Regions from separate parts of the Mus musculus genome. Here region 1 is linked to region 2. A link is a contact called in public Hi-C data. All regions are on one chromosome and are shown on one strand. The core of a region is the stretch at or near the end of the contact, and the rest is flanking DNA. Distances in the headings are between cores, read along the strand shown.

What was found. Hi-C and Micro-C count contacts between places; a contact is called where the count stands out from the background.
Region 1: a contact with region 2 is called in a Hi-C map of bone marrow-derived macrophages, with 3 times the contacts expected there. The contact joins two enhancer-like sites. A contact is called at or near these places in 4 of 15 datasets of contacts at CTCF or cohesin (the G1E-ER4 cell line, large pre-B cells, liver and 1 more), 57 of 484 Hi-C or Micro-C datasets (the AML12 cell line, B cells, the BV-2 cell line and 36 more), 6 of 115 datasets of contacts at active chromatin or transcription factors (CD8 T cells, bone marrow-derived dendritic cells, embryonic stem cells and 2 more) and 3 of 9 other capture datasets (adipose tissue, liver and pancreatic islet).

Annotation. Positions count from the first base shown.
Region 1 is chr3:94,606,573-94,613,202 of GRCm38.p6, forward strand. It overlaps Tuft1 (tuftelin 1), which reads right to left. Exons shown (of 13, transcript NM_011656.3): 13 at 6,181-6,630. Among named protein-coding and RNA genes, the nearest start is that of Snx27, 27 kb to the left of the region's middle. Within about 2 kb of position 4,224, at least 81 of the 459 cell types and tissues checked have an H3K27ac peak or open chromatin away from gene starts, as enhancers often do. A contact at or near this core is called in bone marrow-derived macrophages, granulosa cells and trophoblast stem cells, where this site is marked.
Region 2 is chr3:94,531,825-94,538,842 of GRCm38.p6, forward strand. All of the region lies in intron 2 of Snx27 (sorting nexin family member 27), which reads right to left. Among named protein-coding and RNA genes, the nearest start is that of Snx27, 47 kb to the right of the region's middle. Within about 2 kb of position 2,302, at least 9 of the 459 cell types and tissues checked have an H3K27ac peak or open chromatin away from gene starts, as enhancers often do. A contact at or near this core is called in bone marrow-derived macrophages, granulosa cells and trophoblast stem cells, where this site is marked.

The DNA of each region.
Region 1 (6,630 bases), core at 2,974-5,473, 77 kb after region 2:
TTGTGTCGCAACTTCTTCATCTGTCAAATGGGAAATGATGATACCTGGCTTACTACGGACATTCCTTAAATGTTCTTACTAAGTAGACACTATCATCTTGTGAAGCTTAGAGAGTTTAAATAACTTTTCCAACTAACGTGGATTGTAAGAAGGATACAATAAGCAAGGGCAAAGCCCACAACTCTATGCTACACAATCTCACTACTGCCAAATGACCAAACAAAGGATGAGGGAGTATCAGGTGAGTTTCTTTATTGCTGGTGCAGCTTTCTGAATCTACCATAAGGAGGACACACAATCTACCTGCTCCCCATTCCCTGGGATCAACGAAGATAGTAGGTGAAGTGACAATTTGGTTTCTTTAAAAACCACAGAAATATTCTAAGAATATCCTTTCCTTTTTTAAATTTTTATCTATTTATTTATTATAAGTATACTGTAGCTGTCTTCAGACACTCCAGAAGAGGGCGACAGATCTCACTGAGGATGGTTGTGAGCCACCATGTGGTTGCTGGGATTTGAACTCAGGACCTTCGGAAGAGCAGTCAGTGATCTTACCCCATGAGCCATCTCATCTCTCCAGCCCTGTCCTTTCCTTTAAATCCCAGGTGTAGGGATATGGGGCTGCTTCAGATTGTCTGCAGCAACTGACTATGATTTGCCTCGTGCTCTAGCAGAGGCATAGTTTTGCCAGCTATAGATAGTTTCTTCGATTGTGTGACGTTTGGAACTCTGGGAACTTTTCAGAGAATATATTAAATCCTAGAGTCCCACTAGGTGGGGGTTGGGGTGTGTGTGGTTATAGGTCGTTGGTTACGTAGGGGGGTTGTTTGTGGTTTGTTAGTAGCCGTGGACAAAGAAATAAAAGGAAAGAAACAAGATTCAGGCATTTTCCTAACTCCTCTCTATCCTTGCTCTCCTAATGTTAGGGAGTAAAACTACTTTGGGGGAAAAAGAACCCACAAAGTAGCAAAGACCTTTGCAGTACACAAAATTCTTTTTAATTTAAAAATTTTTTATGTGTATGGGTATTTTGCCTACATGTGTATCATTTGCATGCCTTGACTCTTAGAGGCCAGATCACCTGGAACTGGAGCTGAATACAGTTGTAAACCATTATATGGGTGCTGGGAATCAAATCTAAGTCCTTTTGAAGAGCAGTTGGTGCTCTTAAACCACTCAGTCCTGTCTTCAACCAGACCCAAAAAAAATTTTTTTAAAGTTATTTTTAAGTTCATTGGCGTTTTGCCTGCATGTCTGTCTGTGTGAGGGTATCAGGTTCTCTAGTGCAATGCCATGTGTGTGCTGGGAATTGAATCCAGGTCCTCTGGAAGAGCAGCCAGTGCTCTTAACTTCTGAACCATCTCTCCAGTTACCAGGAAAATTGTTTGTTTGTTTGTTTGTTTGTTTTTTCGAGGTATGGTTTCTCTGTGCAGCCTTGATTGTCCTGGAACTCACTTCATAGACCAGGCTGGTCTTGAACTCAAGAAATCCACCTGCCTCTCCCTCCCAAAGGCTGGGATTAATGATGCATCCCCTCCCGGCTAGGAAAATAATAACTCTTCTTCTTCTCCTCCTCAAGATTTGTTTTTGTTGTTGTTGTTTATCTAAGTTACTGTTACTGACTTCAGACACACCAGAAGAGGGCGTCAGATCCCATTACAGATGGTTGTCAGCCACCATGTGGTTGCTGGGAATTGAACTCAGAACTCTGGAAGAGCAGTCAGTGCTCTTAACCGCTGAGCCATCTCTCCAGCCCCACCCCCGCTTTGTTTTTTTTTTTAAAGATTTATTTATTTTATAAATAATAGTACACTGTAGCTGTCTTCAGACACACTAGAAAAGGGCATCAGATCCAGTTACAGATGTTTGTGAGCCACCATGTGGTTGTTAGGAATTGAACTCAAGGGAAAGGACAGTTTCTAAATATTTTATTTATTTATTTAATGTATATGAGTACACTGTAGCTGTACAGATGGTTGTGAGCCTTCATGTGGTTGTTAGGAATTAAATTTAGGATCCTGAACCCCACTCTCTCAGTCGCTGCTTGCTCTGAGCCCAAAGATTTATTATTATAGATAAGTACACCGATGCTGTCTTCAGACACACCAGAAGAGGGCATCAGATTTCATTATGTAGTTGCTGGGATTTGAACTCAGGTCCTTCGGAAGAGCAGTCAGTGTTCTTACCCACTGAGCCAACCCACCAGTCCAAAGGGGCCATTTCTTTTTATTCTTTTTTCTTTTTCCTTTTTTTTTTTTTTTTTTTTTTTTTTTTGGTTCTTCCAGACAGGGTTTCTCTGTGTAGTCCTGGCTGTCCTGGAACTCACTCTGTAGACCAGGCTGGCCTCAAACTCAGAAATCCGCCTGCCTCTGCCTCCCAAGTGCTGGGATTAAAGGCCACCACGAGGGCCAAAGGGGCCCTTTCTAAAGAGACTGAAGTAAACACTCCAGGAGGTTGCCATGCTGATGAAGTGGGTGTGTCTTTGTTCCTGTTACCCTTCTTCGGTTCCCCTGTTTTCCAGGTGATTTGCTTTTCTCTTTCAGCCAAACTGTAGTCCCCATGCCCTCTGCATAGTCCCAGTGACATTTGCTGGTATTGTCTCTTTCAGCTGAAATGCCCCTCCCCGATTGACCAATCAATTCATTAAATTCTTTTTTTTTTTTTTTTTTTTTAAATTTTTTTTAGATTTATTTATTGGTTATATGTAAGTACACTGTAGCTGTCTTCAGACACTCCAGAAGATCTCATTATGGATGGTTGTGAGCCACCATGTGGTTGCTGGGATTTGAACTCCGAACCTTCGGAAGAGCAGTCGGGTGCTCTTACCCATTGAGCCATCTCACCAGCCCCAATTCATTAAATTCTTATTTGTAGTTGGGCATGGGGGTGCATGCTTTAATCCCAAGACTGGGGAGGCAGAGGCAGGCAAATCTCTGTGAGTTGGAAGTCAGCTTGGTCTACAAAGTGAGTTCTAGGACAGCAAGAGCTATGTAGCAGGACTGTCTCAAAACAAACAAACAAACAAACAAAAAACCGAGCAAATGAACAAACAAAACTTACTTTTAGTTGATAAAGAGTATTATGTAAGACACAGTGGTGGCCCATGCCTTTAATCCCAGCATTTTGGAGACAGAAGCAGTTGGATCTCTGAGTTCAAGGCCAGCCAGGTCTATGTAGTGACCACTTCCCCAAAAAGCCTTCAGCTGGTCTTCCTGTCCTCCAAATGTGCTTAATGATTTCCGCTGCACATGTTCTTCCGGTCTTTTCTCCTGGCCTCATATCCCCCAGGCTCAGTTCTAGCATCACATCCTTCCTACTGTCTCTGCATTATTATCCACCTCTTCACGGGCTGGCCCAGCAACCCAGCAGAATCCTGGAGGAATACAGCCCTGTCCTATAGCAGAGCTTGGCTTAACACTGTGCACACAACAGAGTGTTTTGTTTCTTTTAATATTTGTTTATTTATTTAATATATGAGTACACTATAGCTGTCTTCAGACACACCACAAGAGGGCATTGGATCCCATTACATATGGTTGTGAGCCACCATGTGGTTGCTGGGAATTGAACTCAGGACCTCTGGTAGAGCAGGCAGTGCTCTTAACCACTGAGCCATCTCTCCAGCCCTAAAAGTTCATTTTTTCATTGACTTTGTTTTGCAAAACTTCCCACCTAGTAATATACATTTTACACAAAATGTCAGTTAAAACAGGACAGACAGAAGGGTGAGGCTGGGCCTAGGACCCCAGTAACAGAGAGGAAAAGACTGACTATGCGATAGTTCACTCAACTCAGACTAAACATTTTCTTCCCTTCAGCATGCTGAGGTCCCTGTGGTTTAAGACTTGGTGACCAATACCCTGTAGGGAAATTAATTATCCGGCCATCCGCCCTCAATCCCTTCTCCCACAGGGCTCCAGGGATAGAGATTTTAGCGTAAAGTCCTGAATTGGTCTCAGTGAGCCAGAAAGTACTTACCTTTAAGAACCATCTCTCTCACTCTCAGCCTGGATAAGCATTTTCCTTGGGAAAGGGGGGATATGTAGGTCTCCAACTTATGAGTTTCAAGGCCACAGTCTTATAATTGGGACAGACTAGAGGAAACAATTGCTCTTTGCAAAGCCAGAGCTCTAAATCAAAGCATGGAAAAGAGGCCAAGGGCCCTAGGCTAACATCTGTTGTTGAGTCATAGCCTGAACAGACTCAGGCCCTAGCTCAGCAGCTTGGCTCTGAGGAATCAGAGAACTCAGGGGATTCCACGGGCCCCACAAAAACAGCCACCCAGAACCAGGAGCTGGCTAAAGAGGGAACATTGCTTCTCTATCCCAGGGGGCATTATCCTCCTCCATTCAAGTATGGTGTCAAGCAGAACAGCTTCCCAAAGTGGAAATGTTTCATCGAACAGTTCATGGTCAACAGTGATTTAAAACGGGGACAAAGCCAGGCATGGTGGTACACACCTGTAATCCCAGCTCTTGGCAAGCAAGGCAGGGGATAGGGGCTTTTGAGGCTCCCAAGAAAGACACAGGGAGAGCTCCAGAGACACAAAGAAAGTGAACATTAGACACCTGTCTGGCCTGGAACTCACTATATAGACCATGTATACCTCAAACCCACAGAAATCAACCTGCCTTTGCCCCCTAATTACTGGGGTTAAAGGTGTGCACCACTATGCTCTGTGTTCCTTTTTTATTTATTCTAAGTCAGGGTCTTACTAAGTTGAGCAGGTTGCCCTTACATTTTCAGTCCTCCTTCCCCATCACCAAAGCAGCTGAGGCTAACAATCTGCTTCTCTTGGCTGAGACAGCATGTGCTACCAGGCTCTTTTCTGCTTAGTGCAAGGAAAAATGAAGACATGGAATATGGGCAGTTGTTGGGCAGGCAGGGAACAAGCGCTCCTGTGAGCTTTTTTTCCATCACCAGGCTTGCAGCCCAGGTTTATAGGAGGCTGACAATGATGGCTGCATGTCTGGGCAGCTCTTAACGCCCTCATGGCAGAGGTCCCAGAGAGGCAGAAATCAAGCCTCCTCGGTAGCACACAGGAGTTGGCTTAAAACACTACAAAACACAGGCAATAAAAGACAGCAGAAGCCAGGAGCTTGCCACCTCCTCAGCCCCATCCAACATCTCTAATTGGAAGGACTGTCGATGCTGTTGTTTCCCAGCTACTCTCCTGCATCCGCCCTGGCCTCGTTCATTCCTTGCAGCAGCCGCTCACCGCTCACCGTGGCTTGTAAAGCAGACCCCAGAGTTCTCTCTCCTTTTTTTTTCTTTCTGATCCCTTAGAGCCTTGTTTCTGGTCTCCAGAAAGTCTCCTGCCCACTTCCTATCTCTACCCCACATCTCTGCTCCTCCCATGTAGCTCAGCAGGCCCTGCAGGAGAGCCTCCCTTTCCTGCAGGGCAACACTCACTCCTGCATCCTCTAGCTAGGCCAGTCTTCTCGGCATCCTTGCCAACCCCACCCTGCTTCCACCCTGTTAATATTCTGACACAAGCAGTCTGGATATACCTGCGCCAAGCAAGACTGCCGGTGCAAGAGAAACCCAGGAGTCAGGAGCCGCAGCCACATCTGGGGCGGGATGTTTCCAGAGTGTTTTGATGCCTGTATTGTGAATACAGCTGAAGCAGGGGGAAAAGTTACAGTCTCAATAGAAAGAGAAAGGGAAACCAGAGGGATCAGGCAACAGGACCGTGTTGTCCATTTCCTTGGCCCAGAAGAGTTTGTGTAAATTCACCTATGTCTTGTTTGGCTCTGTAGCCCACTAGCTTCCTGGCAGAAAGGGATGAAAAGAAAAGCCACTGTACTAACAGAGACTTCCAGAAACCACCAAACCCTTGAAGAGTTGCAGTCAGCATTTCCCAGAGCTTTTCACTTCTGCAAAGGATGTGAGCTGCTCACGTGCCTCTCCTGTGACTGCTGTCCCTCCATGCAGTCTTAGGACCTATAACCAAATCAGGACACACTGTGGCCAAACACAGGGTTCCTAGACAGGGTCAAAGCTTGGGTTAGACCACAGGGCCTGATGGCTGGTAACTTTTCTGAATACCACAATCACCTACCCATCAAAATCAGAGAGTTGTAATTCACTGCTCACATGCTGACCACAGGATGCTACCTCTGAGAGACAGTGTATCATGTGCTCTCATTCTCCCCAAGAAGTAAAAGACCCACGGGGCAAAGAGATGTTAGCATAATTTATTAAAGTTGCCATACAAAGACTATGTCACAGACAGGAAAAGAATTTGAAGGGGCACGGAGATTATGTACAACCCACTCGTTCTGCCTGAAGTCTCAGGACACTGTACAGACAAAGCCAGGATCTGGGTCTAGTCCTGACACAGAAACACACAAGACTTAAGGCTTCTGGTTGTGAGCCAAGTAGAACACTCATGAGGCTACTAGACCACACTATAGCGAACACGATGAGCTGCAGGGTCATTCAGGGCTGGGATAGAGGTTGTTATGGGTGGAAGTGTTCAGAGAGATTAGAAGAACCTCTGTTTCCTCCCAAACAGTCCCCACTGCCCTATTCCCCAGACAGCACACACTCTGGGACAGACATGAGCCTCCTGAGATACAGGTAGACTCTAGGGAAAGAAAGGAAAAGCAGCAGCTAGAGGGATGG
Region 2 (7,018 bases), core at 1,052-3,551:
AGGTTTTCTGGCTAGGTGGCCTGTACTTGCTTGGCCATCTCATCAACCCTATGGTCATTTTGTTTTATTTCTTCTCTCATTGTTGGCATTTGGGTTATTTCTGAATTAAGCTAGCAATGTGAACAATGCTGCTATAAACGTTTCTATGCATGTCTCCTGTTGTATATTCAGAGATGAAAACTGGACTGAGGATTTAAAGATAAGTACATTTTAGCCTCACGAAACAATGTCCAGCCAAGCTGTAAGATTTGTTACAACCTATACTCCTAAGGAAAAAATCTTTTTAGGGTCTGGGGAGGAAGTATAATCGGTAGAGTGCTTGCCTAGCATGCAGGAACCCTGAATTTGATCCCCAGGACCACATAAACAGGCGTGGTGGGGCATACCCATAATCTCACCATTCAGGAATCATCTGCAGCTAGACAGCAAATTCAAGGCCAGCCTGGGACGTGTGAGAAGAAATGCATTTCTGCCGATGGAATGAATGTGAAAAGGCTTCTGCATAGTTCTAATTTATTTTTCCAAAGTTACTAGTCAGGACAGTTGGCCCCTTATCAGCATGTCACACTAATAAATAACTTCATCTCCAAGACCCCATATTAATATCAACATCACAATCTAAAACATTCTAACTTTTAAAAGTCCACAGTCAACTGGGCCTGGAGGCGTATGTGTTTAATCTCTAAGTCTCACACCACCCTGGTCTACAGAGTGAGTGAGTTCCAGGACAGCCAGGGCTACACACAGAAACCGTGTCTCAGGAATAAAAAAATAAAAATTAAAACAGCACTAGTCTTTAAAAGTTCAGTCTCTTTAAAACATCCAAATGCTAGAACATCTTTTAACATTCAAAGCTTCTCTATGATGAAAATTTTCTTTCTATTTATTGTCCAAGTATCCCTTTTTGTTTTGTTTTTGTTTTTTGTTTTAATTTTTCTGAGACAGGGTTTCTCTGTGTAGCCCTGGCTGTCCAGAAACTCACTTCGTAGACCACACTGGCCTTGATCTGCCTGCCTCTGCCTTCCGAGTGCTAGAACTAAAGGTGCACTCCACCAGGCCCAGCCACTTTTTTTGTGAAATACCAATTGTTGTGGTTCACCTACTATTACATTGAATTTGTGTGCATTTTTCACGGACTTGTTGAGTCCGTGATTTGTCTGTCTCACTATGTTGCCCAGTTGACCCCAAACTTCTGAGCTCAAGTGATTTTCCTGCTAGAGTCAAAAGAACAAGCTACCACTTCCAGCTCTATGTGGTTTTTCTACCAGAATTTTTGTTTGTTTTTGAGACAAGGTCTCAATGTATAGCACAGGCTAGCTTCAAACTTAAGATCCTCTAGCTCATGCCTCCCAGATGCAATGTGCAATGTGCCACCATGCCCAGCCTTTTGTTGTTGTGGCTGACATATGTTTTTCACATGTTCACAGTGTGAATATCTTCTCTCATTTTCATTGTTTTTACTTTATTTAAGGGTCTTTCAAATACCTGGTTTTATTCTTTATATTTAGTTTTTAGGTGTCTGTCTTACGACAGTCTCACATAGAACTCACTGTGTAGCTGCAGCTGGCCTTCAACTCCTGATTCTCCCATTCCCACCTCTCTAGGGCTGGGCCACTATACCTAGCTCAGATTACAACCCTTTCTTCCTTGCTAACAATTCCATCAAGCACTGCAAAAGGCTCTGAATTTTAAGAATATAATTTATCACTCTTCTTCATAAAGAACACTTTTGTGTGCAAAGGAGACTTTTTTTTTACCCATGGACACAAAGCATAAGTAGAGTGTGGTAATGCATGCAGTCAAGAAGTGAAGGCAGGAGGATCACTATAAACAAAAGGAAGGCCAGTGTGGTCTACACACAAACTCTGTCTTAATAAAACCAGAAAAAGATCTAAAAACTTCTTGACAATATTTACTACTGAGAACTGTAAATTTTTTCTATAATATGGAATTCCACCGACATTTTTTTCTCATTTTCTTCTTTTTTAACTTGTCATATTTCTTTTGAAGTCAATAACAGTTAAATTATTTTTTATTTTCCCTAAATACTACATAATGCTTTATAGGACACCTAAGCTGGATGTCCTCAAGTGGTCTATAGTCAACCTCTTACTATAAATAATAGGAAACTGGACATAAAACACAAACAACTCTTCCAGACATGAGACAATGGGCAGCTATTAACTGATCACTAAGACAAGGAAACAAGAAAGATGAGCCCTATAACTCCTAGGCAGATCTCTGCCTGGGTAACTTCTAAAGAATGGCTCAGGGAGGCCACATGAACCAAGTAGGCCAAAGCAGCTAAATTTGTAGGGCTAAGCACCACAAGAGGGTGCTAAACACAGGCAGGCTCCAGGTCACCTTCAATTCTAACTGAACAGCAACCCAAGGAAAGAACTCTCACCAGGGGGTAAGGTAAATGAACAACTCTCAGAGTTAACACTGGGTTTAGAACAATTCAACTTTCCTCCAACCAGGAAAAAAAAAACAAAAACAAACAAACAAAAACAAAAACCAGACTTCCCTGAATTTTGTGGCTTTTAGAAGAGAACACAAAAGGCCTGTTCTAGGAAAGAGACTAAATTAGTTCTAGGGTGGTAGTGGTGGTGCATGCCTTTAATTCCAGCACTCAGAAGGCTGAGGCAGACAGATCTCTTGAGTTTGAGGCCAGCCTTGTCTACAATTGAGTTCCAGGACAGCCAGGACTGTTAAACAGAGAAATCCTGTCTTGAAAAACAAACAAACAAACAAATAAATCTTACTCCTAGAATAAGAGCTATTCTAGCTGGGGATGTACCTCACTCATAGACCACTTGTCCAACATACTCAAGGCCCTTGGTTTGAACCCCAACACTTTATAATTTATTGTGTTTTTTAAAAAGCTATACAATGCCAGGTATGTTGGTGCACGCATTTAATCTCAGCACTCTGGGGGCAGAGGCAGGTAGGTCTCTGTGAATTCGAGGGCACCTTGGCTGACACAGTGAGTTCCAGGAAACCAGAGCTACATCCTGAGCTACATACAAAGTTACTACCCTGTCTAGTACACACACACCTCAAAACCCATATGGTGGGGCTGGAGAGATGGCTCAGCCATTAAGAGCACTGACTGCTCTTCAAGAAGTCCTGAGTTCAATTCCCAGCAACCACATGGTGGCTCACAACCATCTGTAATAGGATCTGATGCCCTCTTCTGGTGTGTCTAAAGACAAGTACACTGTACTCATATAAATAAAATAAGTAAATCTTAAAAAAAAAACAAACCCAGATAGTGGAAAATCTCCTGAGATGTCTTCAGACCTCCATACACATCCACAATAAACAAACAAATAACAGGAAGTAAGTAAATATAAATAAATGAAACAAAAAAAGAGAACTTGTCTGTTGTATAAACACTCAGGTAGCAATGGAAGAACACTGAGAACCCCTGAGCTGCCTCCCCAGCTGCCACTCTCAACAGCAATAGCAGCCACCCAAAAGGAACTGAAGCCCACCACCAATAAGATAAGAAGACAAGAGAGCACAGGATAGAACAAGAGAAGAGAATAGCTACTAGGCCATCCAAAAGCTTCAGCCCAATACCAGTCTAACAAACAAGAAACCGGAATCTCGGGAGGACATGAGGAGGCAGGAGAAACATCTCAACAGTTAAGAGCACTGACCGATATTCCAGAAGACCCAGGTACAGTTCTCATCAGCCACATGGTGACTTGGTAACTCCAGTTCCAAGGGATTCTACACCCTCCTGTGGTCTCCAAGAACAACAGGTATGCATGTGACACACATACATGCAGGCAAAACACCCATACACATAAAATAAATCTTTAAAAAAAATCTTTTAAAAGAAATTAACAAAAGATACTAAATCAGCTTCCCTAAACAGGATAAATACTGAGAAAAACCATCTTAAGACTTACATAAATCAAAGATTAAGAAAAAAACCTTGAAGACAGCCAGAGGGAGTTAAAATATTATATAAAAAAGACCAAAAAATAAACGGAGCAAACTTCTCATCACAAACTATGTAAACCAAAAGTCTACGTTGTGTGTGTGGTTTGTGTGTGAGCACACATGTGCAGCCATATGTGTGTGTGGTTTGTGTGCGCACACACATGTGCAGCCATGTGCAGGGAGGTTCAAAGGACAACATTCAGGATTCAGTTCTCTTCTTCTACCCTGTGGAAACTGTGTATTGTACTCAGGTGTCAGGTTTGGCAGTGAGCACATTTACCCCTTGAGCCAGTCTCACCAGCCCATGATGTGGCTGGCTGGCTGGCTTTCTTTCTCTCTCTCTCTCTCTCTCTCTCTCTCTCTCTCTTTCTTTCTTTCTTTCTTTCTTTTTCTTTTGTTTTTTCTAGATAGGGTTTCTCTGTGTAGCCCTGGCTGTCCTGAAACTCACTTTGTAGACCAGGCTGTCCTCAAACTCAGAAATCCGCCTGCCTCTGCCTCCAGAATGCTGGGATTAAAGGCGTGCATCATCACGCCCAACGCTGGTGTGGCATTCTTATAATTTAAAAAAAAAATTAAGAAAAACATTAAACTATACATAGTTCTGTATCCTATAAAAGTATCTTTCAGCTGGGAGATACACACCTTTAATGCTAGCACTGGACACTTGGAGGCAGAGACAGGTAGTTCTCTATGAGTCTGAGGCCAGCCACTAGCTTGGAACTTGTACATAGTTTGGTCCCAAACTCAAATTGACCTGCATTGCCTCCCAAGTGTTAGCAACCAAAACTCTCCTAGCTTTTTTTTTTTTCATTCTTTTTTTTTTTTTTTTTTTGAGATGGGGTCTCACACTACAGCCCAGGCTGGCCTAGAATTCCCTATGTAGTCTATGCTGATCTTAAATTTACAATCATTTTCTTGCCTCAGCCTCCCATGAGCTAGGATTACAGGCTCGCAGTCACTCTGTCTCTCCAAACTTTTTCCAACAGTAACTAGAGCTTTAGTTCAGTTTTAGTAGCTAGAGATTCTAGCCCTGTGAGTCTCTGGATTGATCTCTAGTATCACATAAACCAAGAGTACACTCCTGTATTGTAATCCCAACACTCAAGAGCTTCAGGCAGGAGGGTCAGGAGGCCAAGGTCATCCTTGGAAGACATCTGGGATACATAAGCTTCTATTCTTAAACTTTTCAGACCAGCAAAAACTGAAGAGGACAGACACATTGTCTATAACAGATGTGCATAAAAGAAATGATAACTAAAGCTCTATGGGCAAAGGGAATGTGATACCTTATGAAAATTAGATTTATACAAAGTAATGAACCACACCAGAAATAGTATGAGGTTAAATTGATCTTTTTTTTCCTTTTTCTTACTATTTTCAGTCTTTTTAGAATTAACTGGGAAGAGCCAGGCGCAGCGGTGCACTTGGAAGGCAGAAGCCAGTGAATCTCCGTGAGTTTGAGGCAAGCCTATTCTACATAATGAGTTCTAGGACAGTCAGAGCTATATAATGAGACCCTGTCTAGAAAAATAAACAACAACAAAAAGTAATTGGCTTTGGGCCAGTGAAGTGACTCAGCAGGTATAAAGCACTTGCTGAGTCAGCCTGCCAGCCTGAGTTTGATCCTCACAGCCCACAGTAGAAGGCAAGAACCTGCTCCAGAAAGTTGTCTTCTGGCCTCCACAAGCATACAGCAGTGTGAACATGCTCCCCACATCCCCCTCCCCCCCCACACACACACCAAAAATAGTAATTAATAAAATATCTTTTTAAAAAATTGGAGCCTGGGCTGGAGAGATGGCTCAGTGGTTAAGAGCGCTGACTACTCTTCCAAAGGTCCCGAGTTCAAATCCCAGCAACCACATGGTGGCTCACAACCATCCGTAAGGAAACCTGATGCACTCTTCTGGAGTGTCTGAAGACAGCTACAGTGTACTCACATAATAAATAAATAAATCTTAAAAAAAAAAAAAATTGGAGCCTGAGCTGAGCATGGTAGCGCAGGCCTTTAATCCCAGCACTTGGAAGACAGAGGCAGGCGGATTTCTGAGTTTGAGGCCAGGCTGCTCTACAAAGTGAGTTCCAGGACAGCCAGAGCTATACAGAGAAACCCTGTCTCGGGGGGAAAAAAAAATGGAGCCTGGCTCAGTGCACACACCTAATCTGAGAACCAAGGTAGCCAAGGCTGGAGGTAGAGCCCAGTGATGACCTGACCTGGCTTGCACAGGCTCTGAGTTTGACCCCAGCCAACCTCCCCACAAGGTATTATTTAACAGTGTAACAGAATTGTAACATAAAAGTAAATGAATAATAACAATAATACAAAGGATGGAGGTATGGCAAATACTCATAAAATAAAATATTTGGGGGCTGGAGAGATGGCTCAGCTAAAGAGCACTGACTGCTCTTTCAGAGATCCTGAGTTCAATTCCCAGAAACCACATGGTAGCTCACAACCATCTGTAATGGGATCTAATGCCCTCTTCTGGTGTGTCTGAAGACAGCTACAGTGTCCTCATACAAATAAAATAAATAAATAAATAAAAATATTTGAAAGTTAGAAGTTCATAAATTAAGATGTATACTATATTCCGAATACTAAGAAATTAAAACAATAAATTACGCCTAGTAAAACAATAGTAGAGACAATTATCTTATTTACTCAAAAGGAGGCAGAAGTGTTAAAAAAAAATAAAAAATAAAGATAGCCAAGACCTACCAGGCTGAAAAGAGCAAGAAAAAGAAGGAAGATGAAGATGAGGAGGAGGATGAAGAGAATTAGGTAGAAGAGGAAGAGGAGGAAAGAAGACAAGGATGAAGAAGATGATGATGATGATGAATAAGTTGGTTCTAGGGCAGTTTTTTTTCTGTCTATAAAGCATTCAAACCCCCTCCCGTACATAACTCATTCCTTTTAAAGACAAAAGTTGAAATGGGAAAAAAAAAAAAAAAGTCAAGACCTAGAGAACAAATGAGTAAGATGGTGGAGTAACTGATTATAGCAATAATTACACTGTTAATAATTTAACACTCCAAATAAAGACTAACATTACCAAGTTACATG